3 separate regions of the Gossypium hirsutum genome follow, and all the other regions are linked to region 3. Evidence: chromatin contacts called from public Hi-C data. All regions are on one chromosome and are shown on one strand. Each heading gives the region's core, a stretch centred on a gene start, on an enhancer-like site or on the middle of the called end of the contact. The rest is flanking DNA. Distances are from core to core; before and after follow the strand shown. Region 1 holds the start of LOC107908488 (serine/threonine-protein kinase 11-interacting protein). Region 2 holds the start of LOC107910157 (probable inactive receptor kinase At1g48480). Region 3 holds the start of LOC107908492 (galactose mutarotase).

What was found. A called contact is a pair of places that touch in the nucleus more often than the background predicts.
Region 1: a contact with region 3 is called in a Hi-C map of leaf, with 1.9 times the contacts expected there. The contact joins the promoter of LOC107908488 here to the promoter of LOC107908492 in region 3. A contact is called at or near these places in 3 of 34 Hi-C or Micro-C datasets (hypocotyl, leaf and petal).
Region 2: a Hi-C map of leaf shows a contact between it and region 3, with 2.2 times the contacts expected there. The contact joins the promoter of LOC107910157 here to the promoter of LOC107908492 in region 3. A contact is called at or near these places in 9 of 34 Hi-C or Micro-C datasets (callus and leaf).

What each region holds. Positions count from the first base shown.
Region 1 is chrD02:42,586,860-42,589,559 of Gossypium_hirsutum_v2.1, reverse strand. LOC107908488 (serine/threonine-protein kinase 11-interacting protein) reads left to right here and starts at 1,328. Exons shown (of 7, transcript XR_005910294.1): 1 at 1,328-1,968; 2 at 2,159-2,416.
Region 2 is chrD02:42,124,199-42,126,898 of Gossypium_hirsutum_v2.1, reverse strand. LOC107910157 (probable inactive receptor kinase At1g48480) reads right to left here and starts at 1,312. Exons shown (of 2, transcript XM_016837930.2): 1 at 1-1,312. The coding sequence starts at 986.
Region 3 is chrD02:42,369,635-42,372,334 of Gossypium_hirsutum_v2.1, reverse strand. LOC107908492 (galactose mutarotase) reads left to right here and starts at 1,400. Exons shown (of 5, transcript XM_016835669.2): 1 at 1,400-1,629; 2 at 1,718-1,767; 3 at 2,065-2,191. The coding sequence starts at 1,524.

The sequences.
Region 1 (2,700 bases), core at 79-2,578, 220 kb before region 3:
TTTCCTAATTTATCAATGCATCATATAAATCCAGAATTGGTAGAGATTGCTTTTTCCCTTAACTTGTGGAATGGACACATGAAGTTGGAGGTTATTTTCAATGGCAACTTTGGATAGTATTCGTTTTCCTGCTAGATTGGTGAGCTATTTTGTTTGAAGTGAAGAATCGGTTTCATGGAAGGCCAATTGGAGTTGAGAGCAGGGTGAAAGAGATATTGTATCGGCTTGAATTTCTTCTATTGAATGCTTGCTTTATATTTTTAGTTGAAGTGAGATATTGAGGCAGTACTTCCGTTTAATTCAGAATTGTTGTAAACTCAATCGAGTTCTTGATGATAATTCGATATGGTTATGTTTTTTTTATTTTTTAGAGTTCAATTCTTACTTATTAAATTTTATTAGTTATAATTATTTTAAATTTTATTAAATCATATATTTTAATTAAAATATATTTAATATTAATTATTTCAAATTATCTTTTATAGTATCATATAATATATTATGATTTGAGTAAATTCATATAAGAATATTAATTATTAAGAATTTTATTAAATTATATATTTTAAGTATAATATATTTAATAATAATTATGTTTAAATATGATTAAATTATTTATTATTCATATTAATAATCTTATCAAAATTTAAATAACAATAACAATAATAATTTACCAAAACAAATTTCTGGTAATTATTAAGAATTTTATTAAATTATATATTTTAATTAAAATATGTTTAATAATAATTATGTTTAAATATGATTAAAATATTTATTATTGATAATAATAATCTTATTAAAATTTAAATAACAATAACAATAATCATTTACCAAAACAAATTTATGCTAAGGGTATTCTAGTCATTTTAGTTTTTTCCACTATGCTATTACACCTCTATTCCATTCAACCAAACACAAGATTACTATTACGCCTCTATTCCATTACATTCAACCAAATAGTTGATTTGCTATTACACATTTAATCTAATACACCTCTAATCCAATACACTTCTAATCCAATACACCTCTAATCCAATACAGCGAACCAAACGCACCCTAATATATTTTCCTCTTTAATAAAACTCTATTTAGGCAAAAATAAGGATTGAGATGGGGGCGGCAAATGGCAAATGCAAATTATGCAAGGTCGTTTATGCTTGAACAAACAAACATCTGGGGTGGACCCCGCATTTGTTTGGATTCTGGAGGAAGCCGACACGTTGTTTGGAATTGGATTCCCCATGTTGTGTGCATGTGCGCCAGGTGTCTCATTTCCCTACGCACCATATTTCACTTCCCAATTATTTGACCTTTTTCCCCCGAACCAACCAAAGCCAGAACATAATGAACCACCCCATCATTCTCAAGGTACGCTACAGCCGTCCTTTTCTATTTCCTGCTATTCCCCTTATCATTTAATGATTCATTTCTTCCTTTCAAACCTTCCTTCATTCGCATTCTTCAAACCCTTTGTTCACTTATGAGCTTTGGAATATGGCGGTGTGGGTGATTTTCTAAAACTTGATGCCAATGGCGATCGTCACAAGGGGTCGCTACCTTGAGAAGCTGTTCAAATTCGTTGACGACCAAGCGGGGCCTTTGATTGATGGAACTAAGGTTCTGAAGCTCAACCCGGCGGGGCTCCATTACGTGCAGTCTCGGCTCCAAGCGTTGCAGGAGCTCGACAGACTTCTAGTGGGAGCTCCAGTTGACTATCTACGTGCCTACGTCTCGGACCTTGGGGACCACCGTGCGCTCGAGCAGCTTCGGCGGATACTACGCCTCCTAACCACTCTTAAGGTGGTATCTGCCTTGGCCCCTCTTGCGCGTGATCCCACGCCGCTCTCGTTGCTCCCGTTTGGAAGACTGAAGGTTCTGGAACTCAGAGGGTGCGATTTGTCGACCTCAGCAGCCAAGGGGTTGCTTGAGTTGAGACATACTTTGGAGAAAATTATTTGTCATAATTCAACCGTGAGTGTTTTGCATTATTTTCGAACGAGAGGAAGAATTAATGACATTCATTCAGTTTTTGTGATTATAAATCATAAGATCTCCCTCCCCTATTTTCTTCTTCCTAACTAAGGACCATTAAAGTTATTAATTATATATGGGTACTTTACACAAATTTTTTTCTCAAGATCAATATTTTTGGCATGTGTAGGATGCTTTGCGACATGTGTTTGCCAGTAGAATTGCTGAGGTAAAGGGCTGTCCACAGTGGAACCGCTTGTCCTTTGTATCGTGTGCATGCAATTGCCTGCTACTAATGGACGAGTCTTTGCAACTTCTTCCCTCTGTTGAAACCCTTGATTTGAGTCGAAACAAGTTTGCCAAAGTGGATAATCTTCAAAAATGTGCTAATTTGAAGCACTTGGACCTTGGATTCAATCAACTGCGATCCATCTCATCATTTAGTGAGGTAGGAATAACTCAGATTTTTACTTGACATTTGATTTTGATTTGATGCTGAAAGATTTATCAAATGGGGCTTATAGCGGTATCATCTTCTCTAGCATGTATTTTTCTGGATACTACAATTGTTATTGCTTCCCTATCTTGTTTGCTTGTAATTGTGCAATTGTCTGTATTTAAACAATCATTTTCGTCGGAGTTTCGTGTTAGTTGTTACTTTCATGCGCATTACTTGAGTGCTTTGATTTTGCCTTTTCTTGTTATTTCCCATTACACTTCTCTATTTAAATT
Region 2 (2,700 bases), core at 63-2,562, 250 kb after region 3:
ACTGAATACCCATTCCCATTCCCATTCGCATATCCACCATTCTCCATTTCCCCACCTGATTTCTCCCCAGGAATCTCCATTTCTTGATTCTTAAGCGAAGTGATGTCAATTGACCTCGATTTCTTGCTACTCTTCTTTCTACATAAAATCATTAAAATCACAACAATCAGAAGAAATCCCAGCACAGATCCAATAACAATACCTGCAATTGCACCCCCAGACAACTTGCTCTTCTTCTTTTTCTCCGGTTTATTCTCATTCGTTGGATTGGCGGGCTCACTTGTATTCCCAGGAGCAGCAGTAGCAGTGGCAGGGCAAGCCTTGTCAAGCGGTTTCCCACAAAGCAAATTCCCCAGAAAAGCATCGAACCCATATTTCTGTAACCCCTTGGGGATTGAGCCGTTCAATAAATTATTTGACACATTAAATTGGTCGAGGTTTTGCAAAGAACCCAACTCAGGTACCGACCCAGAAAGACTGTTGCTGTCAAGAAGCAAAGTTCTTAACCTCGTCAAATTGTTGAACCCAACAGAGACTTCCCCAGAAAAGTTGTTCCCAGAAAGACTTAGCCTCACTAAATCATGAAGACCAAAAAGGAACTCCGGTATCTCACCCGAAAAATGGTTTCCCTGCAAGTAAAGGTTTCGGAGGTTTTGACAGAGAGCAAGATCCGAAGGGAGTGGTCCAGTTAACGAGTTGAGACGTAGACTGAGGGTGCGCAGCTGAGTCAAGTTCCCGAAAATGCCAGTCGGAATTTGGCCAGAGAGAGCAACACCAGGTAGTCTAAGCACTGTGACGCGGTTCCGCTCGCACGTAACCCCAGCCCACGAGCATGGACTCTGGTTCGAGACGTTCCATAAGAGGGTTCTGCCTCCGACTGAGGAACGAAGGCTCAAAAGAGCAGCTCTGTCGGTGACAAGATCTGGTTTGGCCACCTGCAGTAGGAGTGAAGAAAGAATGGCAATGAAAAAAAACTGGGTGAACATTTTGGGTGATGGCGAAGACAAGGAGAACAAGGATAGGAATATAATAGGATAATGTGGGTGGGATACTGATCTGAAACAGCTTTCTTTTCTCCCTTTTCGGCCTAGATTGGAGGCATTGCAAGAAGAAAAGAAAAAGTGTTAATGAGAGAGCATTTTTTCTGTGTTGATAGGTAAAGAGTGGGTGGGTAGTGATGAGTGCCAAAAAGGAACAAGAAAGAGAGAGAAAGAATAGAGTAAGGCAAACCCTAGCTGTTTTACAGTAAGGATGGCTGCAGCTGGTTCGTCAACCCCGTTTCCCTTTTTTTTCTGTTCTTTTTTGTCTTTCTTAGGTTTCCTTTATTATTATTATTAAATACGTAAATTAGAACGTTTTTAGTACAAACAACAAGCCATTCGTTTTTGGCCTTTTCCTACTGATGCATCTTCAGGGTGAGTTTGGAAAACAGCGGTGGCGGTGAGATTAGATACTGTAGCGATACTGTAGCGTGAGATAAAAAGTAAGTTAAACGCACCGCACCACAGTCAATCGCCCATCCAAACGAAGCCTCAGTCTTCGGCGCTTTAACTGCTGCAACCCATTAATTATAATTAAAATATTCACTAATTCGGAATTATTAATATTTTTCATTCCAATTTAGATGGATGAATGTTATAATTAGTAAAACATACTTGATTGGTTCTCAATTTATTAGTATCAATATTATTGTTGGTGCAGAGAAATGTGACTTTGATTGGGTTGGGACACATAAGAATTAAAGATAATTTTAAATAAATAAAAAATATAAATTTTTATGATTATAAGGTGTTTTTTTTTGTTTGGATAAAGTGGCGAAAAGTTTTTCCCCTTATCAAATTCAAAGCTTTCTTTCTGTACGAAGAATGATTTTGTTGGCAAATAATTGATATGGGAATGTTTGGATGAGATTTTCGGTAATAAAATAATTATTTTTTGTTTAAAAATATTGTTTCGGGCAGGTAATATTGTGTTATTATCACATGTTTTTTTTAAATAATTTCGGCAAAGTTGTTAATTGCAGTAACTAAAAGGGTGTTCTTAAAGATTAGGGATAGAAGTAGGTATTCTGAAAAATGGGTATAATAATTTATTCGGCCCTTTAATTTTATGAAAAAAATATTTTAGTCCAAGAGTTTATACTATTTGTCAAATCACCTCAAAATAGATAGAAAAATTATGTTTATTAATTTTATTGACATGATATCCACGTGTATGTCATGTTAGTAATTATTTAATTTTTAAAAAAATTAAAAATTTTTTATAATGTTTTTAAAATTTAAAAAATTTAATTAATTGCTAACATGAAATACACGTGAATACCATGTCAGTAAAATTAACAAATGTAATTTTACTATCTATTTTAAGGTGATTTGAGAAATGACATAAGTTTAAAAGCTAAAAGAGGCAAAATTTTAAATGGAATACTAAAATATATATTTTTTAAAATTAGAGAGCCAAATAAGTTATTATGCCTATAAAAATATCAACTTCATTTGCATTCTTAATAACTTTGATTAACTTTCATTAAAGCGAAAAATGAAAAAAAACAATTATAAATTAACTTTGATTAATTACCTATTTAACAAATTTAACATATTTCAATTATTATTATATTAAAAATATTTTACTCTTATATTACATTTTGTTTGTGGTTTATATGTTCTTAGTTTTTAATTGATATTATTATTAGTGAGGTTT
Region 3 (2,700 bases), core at 151-2,650:
GATAAGTGATAGCTTTAGCTACACTTATCTGATCAAGTGACAAAGTGATAAGTGGTAGCTTTAGCTACACTTATCTGATCAAGTGACAAAGTGATAAGTGGTAGCCTAGCTACACTTATCTGATCAAGTGACAAAGTGATAAGTGGTAGCTTTAGCTACACTTATCTGATCAAGTGACAAAGTGATAAGTGGTAACCTAGGACAAGTGATAAGTGATCATACGTAAGACCATAGTTATACTATGGCAAAGTGAAAGTGAAGTACTCAATTTTCCGTAACCGTTCCCTAATTTGATTAAGGATGGGACAAATGAGCCAAAAGAATTAAAGTAAATGGATAAGTGATAGTGTATTTATACCAGGATGATGTTGTTCTTTAAGCTAAAGTGATATTTTCATTGCAAAATTGAGAATTTCATAAATGTGTTAAGGAATGGTATAATCGATAAACGTTGAGTTAAATGGTAAATACGTATTAGTGTTGAACTTAATGACATTGAATTGTACGTGAATTAAATGAAAATTGCTAGTGATATGATTTAAATTGTGAGCATGAGAAATTGCAAATTGAATGAAATGGAAATGAAGCATTAAATAGCATGAGTATGTATCGGGTCTCGTAGGCCCTATTTATTATGATTATAATATTTTGAGGATATATTGTGAAGAGTTATAAAAGTATGTTAATAATTTTAAAAGTTTTAATTTAGATGAAAATTTTATAACTCAGTTAAATACGTTTACAAGTGTATGTGTTCTAGTAATGCCTCGTACCTATTCTAGTGTCGGATACGGGTAAGGGGTGTTACACAAACCATCAATGTCGGCTCTCGGGATGATGTTTCAGCTGTGAAGAAAGACGGCTGCTGTTCTGCATAATTGTTAGATGATTCCGAGTGTCCAAATTTGCTTCCTCATTAAGCACAAGCTTTCCTCACCGTGATCTTTCTCGAGATCTTTCGTTGAAGACGAAGAAATCACATCATTCCAGGGATTTCCTTATAGTTTGTTCAGACAGATCTAGTTTTAGCATTTTAAATGATTTTTATTAGTTATGGAGAATAAATTTTAAATTAGCTATCATAATGTTTTGTATTTTCAAAGGAGTATTTTATGTAATATAACAAATAAATAGGGATAATTTAGGTATTATAAATAATTTAAATAATTTAGGGTAACTATATACATGAAATTTCATTAGATGGGCAAGTCGCGGCCACGTTGACGTGGACACGATTTACCGGAAAAGAACTCATTCCAATAAATAATAAAATACAGAATCCATTTCAATAATTTAAAAAAAAATCTTTTTTTAATAAATTGCCTCTAAGAAGAATAGGGAAAAAACTCAAAGAAAGAGGAAGAAATATGAATACGTGGCATGCAGTCAGGGATAAAGATAAGATAAGTGACGTAAGACCTTCCAACAATGAAATTGGTTTTCTTTATACTCTCCACACTAAACCAAACTACAGGAAGTACTGAATCTCTGAAACACAAATCTCGCTTTCGGAAAAGCCTCAAATGGCAGACCAACCGCAGATTTATGAACTCAACAATGGAACCGTGGTTGTTAAGATTACCAACTATGGCTGCACTATCACCTCATTGTCTGTTCCTGACAAAAACGGTATCTCTATTCATATCTTCTTTTTTTCAGAAGAAAATTCCTGAATGCTAAATTATTAATGATCAGTGGGTTTTTCTTGACTTTAAAGGTAAATTAGCCGATGTCGTCCTGGGATTCGACACTGTCGAACCGTACGTGGTAATTCCTGTCTCTCTTTGTTGAATTTGAAAGCTTTTAACTTTGATCTGAATCTTGTCTATTGACTTGGAATATTTTGGACGAAGAAGAGAGAACCCATTTCAGCCTTCGTCTTGTCTCTTCAATATCACGTTTGGAATTTTACATAGACAATGATACGTTTCTGGCAAGTCGGAAGTAATTTGTGTGACAAATTGATGGCTTTTTGAGTTGAAACCTCTCTTTTTAGTCTCCTTCAGTTTAGAGAATGGGATTTTGGTTCATATTTTGGGGTTAATTTTTGTGATGTTTGATCAGAAAGGTGCTTCACCTTATTTTGGATGCATTGTGGGAAGGGTTGCAAACAGGATAAAAAATGGCAAGTTTACTCTTAATGGAACGGGGTACTCTTTGCCAATCAACAAGCCTCCAAACAGTCTCCACGGTATACATCTAATATTTCCCATATCTTGAATAATTAAACATTTTTCTCATAATTTTGGATGACCAGAATGAGACTGCAATTAGTGGATCAAAACTGATTATCTGCATGCTTGAATTGGTTCTTGAAATTTTGCAGCAGACGATTATTATGCTTCTTTTATTTTCTGTTACATTTCCTTATCTGTATGAGATCAAAAATTGAGAACAATCTTTGAAGTATGCTCTATCTATTAATTTGGGCTGGCTTGGTTCTGTATGTTTTCTTTCTTAAAATAAAAGTTACTTTTTTTCCCGATTTGGTATAAATATTTCCATTGTGACTTTTGAGGGCTTAGATTAGTTGGAAGAGTTCATGAACGTCATGTTTATACAATCATTTGCTGCAGACATTCATCTTCTTTAAGTATTGCATGTGACAAATGCAAATTAGTGAGAACAAATATAGAAGAGCCTAGCCTTGTCAATGGCACAAGGCACACTCTAGGAACTAAATCCCTTTTATTACCTCAG